Regions from separate parts of the Mus musculus genome. Here all the other regions are linked to region 3. Evidence: chromatin contacts called from public HiChIP or PLAC-seq and capture Hi-C data. All regions are on one chromosome and are shown on one strand. The core of a region is the stretch at or near the end of the contact, and the rest is flanking DNA. Distances in the headings are between cores, read along the strand shown. Region 1 overlaps Srrm4 (serine/arginine repetitive matrix 4). Region 2 holds the start of C330018A13Rik (RIKEN cDNA C330018A13 gene). Region 3 holds the start of Ccdc60 (coiled-coil domain containing 60).

Evidence for each region. HiChIP or PLAC-seq counts read pairs in DNA pulled down with a chosen protein or histone mark. Capture Hi-C pulls out chosen DNA fragments and counts their contacts.
Region 1: an H3K4me3 HiChIP or PLAC-seq map of embryonic basal ganglia shows a contact between it and region 3, with 2.8 times the contacts expected there. The contact joins the enhancer-like site here to the promoter of Ccdc60 in region 3. A contact is called at or near these places in 3 of 39 promoter capture datasets (hippocampal neurons and liver), 2 of 484 Hi-C or Micro-C datasets (embryonic fibroblasts and nephron progenitors), 3 of 115 datasets of contacts at active chromatin or transcription factors (embryonic basal ganglia, embryonic forebrain and oligodendrocyte precursor cells) and 3 of 9 other capture datasets (adipose tissue, embryonic stem cells and pancreatic islet).
Region 2: a contact with region 3 is called in a capture Hi-C map of embryonic stem cells, with 2.6 times the contacts expected there. The contact joins the promoter of C330018A13Rik here to the promoter of Ccdc60 in region 3. A contact is called at or near these places in 1 of 39 promoter capture datasets (embryonic stem cells), 1 of 15 datasets of contacts at CTCF or cohesin (embryonic stem cells), 11 of 484 Hi-C or Micro-C datasets (8-cell embryo, brain, embryonic stem cells and 1 more), 2 of 115 datasets of contacts at active chromatin or transcription factors (both in embryonic stem cells) and 1 of 9 other capture datasets (embryonic stem cells).

What each region holds. Positions count from the first base shown.
Region 1 is chr5:116,483,568-116,487,042 of GRCm38.p6, reverse strand. All of the region lies in intron 1 of Srrm4 (serine/arginine repetitive matrix 4), which reads left to right. Among named protein-coding and RNA genes, the nearest start is that of Srrm4os, 47 kb to the right of the region's middle. Within about 2 kb of position 1,857, at least 27 of the 459 cell types and tissues checked have an H3K27ac peak or open chromatin away from gene starts, as enhancers often do. A contact at or near this core is called in embryonic basal ganglia, where this site is marked.
Region 2 is chr5:116,122,268-116,125,695 of GRCm38.p6, reverse strand. C330018A13Rik (RIKEN cDNA C330018A13 gene) reads right to left here and starts at 2,082. Exons shown (of 2, transcript NR_153384.1): 1 at 1,869-2,082. Ccdc60 (coiled-coil domain containing 60) reads left to right here. Exons shown (of 14, transcript NM_177759.3): 14 at 1-115.
Region 3 is chr5:116,287,046-116,290,717 of GRCm38.p6, reverse strand. Ccdc60 (coiled-coil domain containing 60) reads left to right here and starts at 1,733. Exons shown (of 14, transcript NM_177759.3): 1 at 1,733-2,271. The coding sequence starts at 2,182.

The DNA.
Region 1 (3,475 bases), core at 608-3,107, 200 kb before region 3:
TAAGCAGTTTCTCTGCTCTTATGGCCTTCCCTCTCTGCTTCTCTGACAAGTTTCCCTTCACCTTTCAGGGATCTCACCTCGGTCCCCTGCCCACATCTTCCAGGCTGGTTTGGGTGCTGGTGTGTGACATCATGGCTCCTTACACTTTAGTCCCCCGGCTCTTATTTCCTAGTTTAGGGATTTCCTCTGCTTCCATGATGAAGCCTCCTGGAGGGACCGTGTTGTGGTCTGGACTTTCGTATTCTTGTAATGCACCGTCAAGTTGATGCTCGGTGAACATCTGTTGGGCAATGAATGGAAGGCAGAGGGAACATCATCTTAGGAAACTTTTCTTGTTTTTCATCCAGTCTTTACTAAAATATACACGACTGTGCCCGCATCCAAAGGACACTCTGCACCACAGAATCCCCAATCTTCTCCCGGGCTTTGTTGCTTTCTTCCAGCCGAGATAAGGAAAGCTCAAAGGGTCAGGGCTCTTGTAGATTACCTCCAAACAGGCTTAATTAACTAGATTAACCTTGAAAAAGACCTGGAGTTCCAAGACTCTGGGCCAGAGTCCCAGGAGCCGAGGCACAAATTAGCCACATCCATCTTATTGCTGGACTGGGTCATCTCCGGGATGAATTCTGGGACTTCCTGGAGTCTCGGGAGCCTGAAGTTCTGGGCTTCTCAGGAGAATGGAAGACAGAAGATCCCAGGCCTGTTGCCAGTACAGGAACAAGGGTGGGTTGGTTATTCACAGCCTGGAGGCAGAGCAAGCATGTGGGGGCCTGGGCAAGTCCCTTTCCCTCGCCTTGTCTGGGCCCTCAGCAGTGGGATGGGGAGGGAAGTTCACCATGCATACTGTACAGGGTCCTCAGCACCCACTGAGAGGCCAGGTTAGAAATGCTGAACACACAGGCACAGCTATGGGGGATGGGGATGGGGGAAATCAAAGTCAGGAGTATCTCAGAGCCAGTGGCCAAGGACTGCTTCTCCTTGTGAGGCATAAGATACATGCCAAGCTCTGTGATGCTCCTGTCCTGCAGACACTAGAGGAATTATCCAGTGTGTTCTATGCCTCTGCTCAGCACCTCCTTGTAGTTTTGAAGTATGTCTCAGAATCTCAGAGTACTCCTCTCTCCCTCCATCCCTCCCTCCCCTCCTCTGGCATGTTGGCTGGGTATTTATTTCTATCTCCATCCCTCAGTTTCTCCACACTCAGTGGAACTGACTGCACCTGCTGGCTTGTTTCTTTAGAACGCCAATGTGCTGGAGGGTAAGAAAGAACAGTCCGTCCCAGTGTCTGGCATTCAGTAGGCGCTTAATAGATGCAAACTGCTGTTATGACCAAGGGGTTGCAGAGAGAGCACTGGCCAAGGGAACGAAAGGCCACAGCATCAGGCTTGGCTCTGATGTGGATGATGACATAGACTGTGTGTCTTGAGACCCCAGTTTTCGGACTGGAAAGATAGCTCAGCCGTTAAAGGCTAGGCTCACAACCAAAAATATAAGAGACCCCAGTTTCCCCACTCTCCATGGAGGTGGTTTGGCTCTAAAGCTCTTGTGGTCAAGCCTTGTTTGTCTGTTTCTAAAACCCTGTTAACTCTGCCTAGGGCTAGGGTCATGAGGATGGCCTCTGGCTCCAGGCCAAGTGAACGTGTTTTGCTGCTGCTGCTGTTGTTGCTGTTGTTGGGAGCAGATGGAAACTCTGCTCCATCGGTGGATGCTTTGATGGAGAATCCAACAAGCAGCTAGAGACCCAGGCATCTTAGAGAGTTTTTTTTTTTTTTTTTTACAAAGTTCAGCCCTGACTCTTATCAGAGGCTAGGAATCAGCTGTTCGTTGCCATGACTACAGGCAGCAGCCATGCCAGGGCCTCTGATTAGCAGGAATGCAGAGAGGAAGGAAAAGCCTCAGGAACTTGAGCACACACACACACACACACACACACACACACACACCGTGAAGTGGAGTGTGCCGGCCCTTGACTCTCAGCTGTCCCCTGAAGATCTTGCCTTCTTTTAAGTATTGAAGAAAGAAAAGAAAAGACATTACAACATTGAGTAACTCTGTGGTAAAGACAAAGCAGCTGTGGGCATGCTTCAGCTGATATGGAACACTGAATTTTTTTTTTCTCGAAGCCCCAAGAAGACGAAAGACTGGAAACAGAAAGACATGATGCGGGCTACAGCTAAAGCCGGCTCCCTTGAAGGGCTGTGACTCTTTGCAGTCAAGTCCTGTCACCTTGATTTGTAACAGAGGGTCAAGCCTGATCTACAGTCTGCACATAGGATCTGTCACCAGAATTCCCTGTGTTCATCCCTCTGTCCCTTCAGCAGCAAATGGATGCAGCGTCAGACGTTCTGATGACATGATGGTCAGAGGACTGGTCCCCATCTCAAGAACTCACGCGCTCATGCAGAAGAGTATCTGTTAAAGGACGTATAAAATTGTCAGCAAGGAAAGCAGCGAGCCCAGTGGTTCCTACCACGCATGAAGAGGGGGCAAGATGCAGAAGTCAGGTTTGGCTCTCTGCAAAGGTGACCCTTGAGAGAGGATGAGGAGATGGCCAGGCAAGGTGCCGCAGGAGCTGCGTGCCAGGTGCACAGAACGGCAGGTGCCAAGGGCCTGGGGCAGGAAAAGCTTCTGACCTATTTGAGAAACAGCAAGAAGACCATAAGGCTGGAACAATGGAAAGATGGGGAGAGAAGCAGGAGATGGGACTGAGGCCAGATCCTGTGGCATCTTTTGGATTGTGCGCGTGGTCTGACAAACGGCTGTCTTAACTGGGATGTTTCTTTAGTGTGTAGATTCCTGGGTCAACCTCTTTGAGACTCCCATTCATTATAATATCATATACACACTATTGTGGAAAACAAAGCAAAACAAAGCCCATTCCTAATCCTTGCTTGGGCAGAGCGGGGAGGGGTGGGGTGGGGCAGGGGTGGGGTAGTAAGCAGTTGTGTTTTAGTTTCAGTGAGTTGAGGATGTGGCTGTACCATTCTGGCTCAGCACACCTCACGAGGTGTCTAGAGTCCTAGGGTGTTTCTTCAGAAACCTCATTGGGAACCTTTTTGATAGCAGGGCCAGCTTGGGAAACATGGGAACAAGGTCGCTCTCACTTCCAGTTTCAAGAAAGCTGAGCAAAGCTCGGAGATGGTTCAGCCACTCAGGTACTTGCCGCACAACCGAGTTCCATCTCTTGTGCCCATGAATGGAACTGGGTGTGGTGGTACACACTTGAAACCATAGGCCTGGAAGAGTGGAGACAGGAAGACACCTAAAACTCACTGGGAAGCAAGCCTTAAGACCCAGAGACAGGCTCTATCTCAGAATGGTATCTGAGGTTGACCTCTGGCTTCCACGTGCGTACATGTGTGTATGTGGATCCGTAGGAAAGACACAAGAGACCAGGAGGCAGTGGGAAGCTGAGCCACAAAATGTCAGTTTGCCTGGAATTGAATGTTCCATCATGGAGGAGCCTGTTCCCGCC
Region 2 (3,428 bases), core at 833-3,332, 170 kb after region 3:
TTGTAAATTCGACAACCTAGTGCCATGTGTTTTGCCTGCGTAATGTAATTATTTATATTGGCATATGACATTCCTGAGTACATACAGATGAATAAATGAATGGATAAAGAGATGGATAAATAGGTAGTAGTATAGGCAGATGGGTGGGTGGATAAGTGGATGCGTAGAGAGATGGATAACTGGATGGGTGGATAGATGAATGAATGAATGAATGAATGAATGGGCAGATGAATGAGTGGGTGGATGAATGAATGCATGCATGAATGGGTGGATGGATGAATGAATGAATGAATGGGTGGATGGATGAATGAACAGGTAGAGTATAGATTCAGGGACAGATGAATGGTTAACTGCGATGCACATAAAGAAATGGCATGTATGTGTGCACACGTGTACATTCATGCTGTGCATGGGCACATGTGGAAGGCAGAGGTTGACATCAGGATACCTTCTGATAAAATGAGAAGTGAGAGGAGAGAACGGAGCCCTGAGGACAGACAGACAGACTCACAGACGCACCACTGACTGATAGGTTGCTCCCTTCTACACAGTGTGGAATGGATTATCTGGTTCCAGCTCCACAGCCCCCACGGTCCCCACAGCCTCCACGGCCCCCACGGCCCCCACGCACTGGCTTTTTGCTGTTCTGCAAACAAGGAGACAGAGGCTCGAAAGGATTCTTCCACTCTTTTTAAATTTAAATTACATTTATGTTTTGCTTGTATAAGGTTGTGTGTATAGATGTGTGTGCATATGTTTGTGTGTGCACATGCATGCCTGCATGTGTGTGTGCATTTGTGCATGTGTGAGCATGTGTTTGTGCATGTGTTTATGCGTGTGTGCGTGCCTGTGTGTGTGTGTGTGTGTGTGTGTGTGTGTACATACACATAGGCCAGAGGTGAACATTGAGTGGCCTTCTACCACTCTGTCTTTTTCGTGTGCTGCTAGGATAAAAACTACTCTACCCTGCCAGGGATGGTAGTGGACACCTTTAATTCCAGGCCAGCCAGAGCTATGCAGTGAGATCCAGGCTCAAAAAAAAAAAAAAAAAAAAAGACAAAAAAAGAATAAATAAAACGCTGACTAAAAGCAACTTGGAGAGGAAAGGGATTTATTTGGCTTGCAGGGAACGGTCCATCATCATGAAAAAAGTCAAGATATTAACTCTAGGCAGACACTGAAGCACGGGCCATGGAGGAACTCTGCCCACTGGCTTGCTCTTTATAAATCACTCAGCTAGCTTTCTGCTGCAGCCTCGGACCACCTGCCTGGGGACAGCACCCTCACAATGGATTGGGTGCAATCCCCCACAGACATGCCTGGGGTTACAGTGGTGAGAGGGACTCCTCAGCTCCGTCTCCCTTCTCCCAGGGCTGTTCAGGTTTGTGTCAAGTTGACAAACACCATAGCATGCTTCACATTTAATATTTTGAGACAGGGTCTCTCACTGCACCCGGGGTTTGTGGATTCAGCTAGGCTGGCTGGCTATCAGGCTTCTAAGCGCGCCTGTGTCTGCCTCCCAATGCCGGAGTCTGTGGCACATGTTCCCCACCCTGGCTTTTTGACATGGGTGAAAGGAGCTGGACTCAGACCCTCACGCTTACACAGTACTGACTCCCCAGACCCTGAACTTATTTGTAACTGATTCCTAACTACATAAAAAAATTGAAACTGTGCATACTGTGCTGGGTGATTTTTATGTGTACGTGGTACTGTGTTCAATCACAAGCAAACACAGCTCACTCCTCAAATGGTTTATCATTTATAATAAAAATGTCCCAAACCCTTCCTTCCCTGTTGTCTTTTTAAGCAAACTGGGTCATCTGTAGCTACGGCTGTCCTGAGTGTGCCACCCTAGAACTCCGTACCTTCATCCAGCTTTGGATCAGAACAGAGCCCTTTGGTCCACCTTGCCCAACTGTGGTTGGCGCTTGAAGTCTGGTCTCCCTGATGTTCACCGCATCTCTCTGAGGGAAAATGGAGCATTACTTTATTTATAATCCCCATTTTTTTTTAATTAAGCATACAAAGACACCGACGATCTGTGGCAGAGCAGAGTCTAGAATGAGGTCTGTCTAGGACAGGAAATAGCCTGAAATCACAAGACTTTCTGCTTCCTCCACGCCAGACTCCAGCTCGGTCGGTCTATTGCTCGTAACTATGGCGCCATCTAGTGGCAACTCTTAGCACCACTCTCACCATGCCCTTGAGCGAAACCTAAGGGTCTTGCCCAAAAGGGAAGGCAGAGACTGTCAACAACAGTAACAAGTCCTACATGCTCAGACAAGGAAGACGGTTTGTTACTGAAACATGACCCGGAGCAAAGAGCAGCAACACAAGCATCATCTCCAGTCTCTTGGGCTTCAAGAGCCCCAGGGAGAAATCTTTTTGGAGTGAACAGCTTCATCAGAATCCGAGAGAACAGCAACAATGTATCTGGTCCCCAAAGTTGCCATCCCGCTAGACTTCACAAGCCATCTACGTTGCTGCTGCGATGGAACTGTATCTTCCCTAGAGAAACACTTCCAGTAGATATCGGTGGAACTTTCTGTTTATACAAACAGTTCTTTTGTTGTTTATTTGGTTTTGAAGCCCAGCGTTGTGGGAGCGGATCTTGAACTTGCTTATGTATCTGAGGCTGGCTTTGAACTCCTGAATCTCCTGCCTCTATCTCCCAAGCACTGGAATCACAGGTGTGTGTACCACTATGCCTAGTTACATAGCCCTTATTTTTTTAAAAAAAATCCTATAAAAAGCAAACCACAGGACATATTTAGGCTAAGAAGTCAGAGTTTGGGGACACCTGCTTGAGGGTGAGTTTAAAGAAGACGAGTTTCTATTCTTTCCAAAAGAACACACTGGGAGAGCTGATGAAGTGAGATAACTTCAGCATCTCTTTAGATATTTAGAAAACGACAATGGCTATCTTTTCATGGGAAGAGAACAGGTGCCCCCGGGGATCAGGGGGGCTTCACTGGTGTGAACTAGATAGCATGCATCCCTCCCATGCTCAGACCTTCTCTCACCGAGAGCACAGCTACAATGTAGCCAGCATCGTGGGGCCTTCCCAGAGATATCCCATCAAGCACCAGCAAGGGACGATGATGTACGAGAGAGCCAGCAGGCTGTCTGTGTGTGCCGCATGCCAGGTGTTGCAATAAACCAGTGGTTCTCAAGCTTCCTAAAGCTGTGACCCTTTAATGCAGTTCCTCATGTTGGGGTGACCCTCTTCCCCCAATCATAAAATTCTTTTCAGTGTTACTTTGTTATTGCAATGTGCCTCAGGTACAAATTAGTTCATGGATTCTGCTACTGTTAAGGAATTGTGATGTGCATATCTAACATGCAGGATATCTGATATGTGCCCCCTTTACACCCCCACCCCGTGAAATGGTCGCGTGACCCTTAAAAGGGGCCACACTCACAGG
Region 3 (3,672 bases), core at 484-2,983:
TGAGTACTGCACTCAAGTATATACACACACACACCAGCACACACACAAGTAATCTTCGAAGCAAAAGCTGTCTGCATTCACAATAGAGGTTTTATTCCTCCATGAAATTACTCAGTTTCAATGGATAGAAATGGAAATTATGTTAGGCAAAATAAGGCACCCTCAAAAAAAAAAAAGACAAGAATTTCGTGTTTTCTTTTATATTTTGGAGTCTAGGGGGAAGAAAGTGCAAGAGTGAGGGAGGGAGGGGAATGCGGAGGGGATGGAGTGAACTGTTTGAATTCCATTACATGCCACATGGAAGTACCCTAGTGGAACCCAGGACACTAGCCCAATCGCTAGTAAACAACGACGTTATGCTTGTGTGTAGATTTTCTCAAGCTGAGCACAAACCGTCCTCCTGTTCCTCCAGATCATGCAGAGCTAGCTGGCTCCGTCCAACCCCAGACCCACAATGCCCTAGAACCTGTTCTCCTGCTCTCCCAGCCTGAGCAGTTCCTACCCTGCCCAGCTTTCTCAGGCCCGGCCCAATCCTCTAAACAGGGCTTTGTTTATCTGCAGCCTTCAGAAAACCACTCCCGGTAGTTGACGAATGCTACCCATGGAGGAAAGCAGGCAGACCCAGACTTCCTGTGGAGAGGAGGGTCAGAGTCAGTCTGCAGACAATGGAAACAAAATAACAGTCGGAGGGGGGCCGTTTCAGTGCTGAGAGAGCGAAAGCCATCCTGCGGTGGGAGGGGTCACTAAGAAAGATGGAGCCTGGGTGGGACCGTAACCCTCACTGCTCAAGGTTTGGGGAAGAAACACAAATGGATTGAGACGGAATAAAATACACCCAAGGGGAAGGCAAATGAATCAAAATATATGGGTTAAATTGCTGCAGGCTGGCACAGAGCAAGTGATCAATAAATATTAGTCAGCGTTAACATCTGCTCCTCTGTGAGCCCAGAGCTGGGAGAACGCCCGATTCTTGCCAGAGTCAGTACCTGCCGGCAGGCACCTCTCCACCTGGGCTACCGACATGTGTTATTTCTTTAATTCTTAGCAACCATTGGTAATCCTGCAGCCCCCATTTTAAAGACCTGGTAGCCCCAAACTCACAAAGTTAGGTTTCTTACTTCAGTGGGTAAAACCTTGGGGTTTACAATCAGTCTGTCTGGGGCTGGGATGTCAGGCAGTTCAGAGATGTTGTGCTGTGAAATACACAAACAGCACGCTGTATATTGTAGGCTCTCGATAAATGTCATACCGACGCACGTATACTAATACTCGTAAATACATATAAATGGGCGTGTGCATGAAGCTGTATCTGTAATGTGGGCTTTGAAGGTTCTGTAGGAGTTTTTTCAGATGGGAAGAATAGGCACCTGGAGCTGATAATTGCAGAGCTGAAGGCACACACTTGCGAGGGGTTTAATATAAAGCCTGAGGAAAGCCTCGTGGCAATCAGCAACAGGTGAAACCGACTTTGAAGGGAAGAAACCTTATAGGCGAGTAGAGAGAAGACTGGAGTCCTCGGGACTGAGCAGAGAAATTTAAATACCTCCTCAACCCCGACCCCGAAAGAGTTTGGACAATGTGGCTCCCTGGCCAGCCACCAGCTCAGAGCCCCTTTCCAGCAACCCAGAAGAATTCCGGTCCAGGTCTCCACCAATCCTGGCCGAGGAGGAAGCGTCTGCGCGCCTTGGCGTCCGGTTGCCAGGTAACCGAGCGTGCCCTACTTGGCAGTTTTAAGCCCCAAGGCCGAGCCCCATGGTGGGGCCCGCCTTACTCCCTCGTCTCGCTGGCCGAGGGTGGGGCTTTTGTCTATAGAGTTTTATTTTTACTTTTTTCAGTTTACATTTTATTTTGCTTATAGGAGAAAAATATCTTCTCCCTTAAAAGAGAGAAAACGTATAAAACCGACTTTGTGCAAGTTAAACAGTCTCAGGTTTGCCTGCTCGGGCCTAGCAAAGGCTTCCTTACCCAGATGCTCCGCTTTGCAACAAGAAATCTCTTCGCAGTCTCTGGACTTGGGACTTGGGGGCCTGGGAGAACTTTCTGGACCGTTTCACACCAGTGAGTGTTGCGAAGTCAAGAATCTGAAAAAGCAACAAGTTTTTCACTGGAGGCACGGGCTTAAAGGCTGAAGGTTGTTTTGTTGTTGTTAGTGGTGGTGGTTTTTTGTATTTTTTTTTCAAGATGACCAAAGTGCCAGCCACCAAAAAGTTACAAAAAATCACCAGCAAGAAGGCCCTTTGGCTCTTTTCCAGCGCAGATCAACTGACTCAGGTAAGTCACTGTCTCTCTGTTAACAAGAGCAATGGATTAGGTTCAGGCCCGCCCAACGGGAGGGGGGCGGGGCTGGACGAGGGCCTAGGTATGATGAACTTGTCCAGACATCCCTGTTGCTCTCGATGGCTGGCTTCTCACGGTGAATGAAAACACGGATCAGAGCTGCGAGCTATCCATTAGGCAGTAATTCCAAACTGATGGACTAAATTGATGCGAGACACTGTAGAAAGTAGGGGAAAAATGAAGATGAATTGTAGACTGGTATCACAGAACTTAGTTCCAGAGATCCACTGGGGTGGAGAGACAAGCCTTTCCTATCACTCTGTGGAGAGGTTGGTTGCAAGGGTGTCACGTTCTGAGGGGTGGGGACGGGGTCCAGGTTGGGCTGGCTGTCGCTGTCAGGCAAGTTTCTCCACACACCCCCCCACCCCCCCACCCCAGCCTTTCTTTCTCCGTGATAAGACCGGGATGGGCCAAAATAATAGTAAGAGACTCGAGTATAGAGATGGTCCGTCTACGTGTATGTGATTGCGTCCTTGGTACGACTTGGGTCCGGGGGTTTCTAGATGCAAATGTTATAACTGGGTAGATGATGTTTTAAGTACATTTAACTTTGATGTCTTCAAAGTCTAACTCCACCACAGTTAGCCAAGGGAGGGAGGGTGGGGATGGCAGCTGCTCCACCTACAGCTTGTGGAGGGAGGATTTAAAGCCCTCCAGTTTATACATGGCCCAATATGTCCCCAGGCTCTTTTTCGTTTACAATTTTGTTTTGTTTATACTGTGTTTAGGAGTCTTGCCTGCATGCTTAGATGTGCTCTGTACATGCCTCATACCTGTGGAGGGTGTTAGATTCCCTGGGACTAGAGCTAAAGATGATAGTGAGCTGCTGTGTGTGTACAAAAAATGGAACCCTAGTGAGCTGCAGTGTGTATATACCACCTAGTCCCCTGCAAGAATATCAAGCGCTCTTAACCTCTGAGCCATCTCTTGGACCCCAAGACTGCTCCTCTTAAAATAGCAATACATCTTCGTTCGCCCCTCCTTGCTCTGCAAACAAGGGATGGTCCCTCTACGGAATTGAGCCTTGGACTTCTCCTGTCATCTCTAAATACTTCACTGAGTGGGTCTGACCCAGAGCATCCCCTCTGGAACCAATCTTCCTGGCAGAGCAGGATGGGAGGGAGAGCGAGGCATGAGTTGGTTGTCACCAGAGGAGGTGCAGAGGGCATGCCCAGCAGACTCCCACAGCATGTCTTCTGACTATAGGAAGTGGGTCTTGGGCTGGAGAGATGGCTCAGCGGTTAAAGGCACTGACTGCTCTTCCGAAGGTCCTGAGTTCAAATCCCAGCAACCATGTGGTGGCTCACAACCATCCGTAATGAGATCTGATGCCCT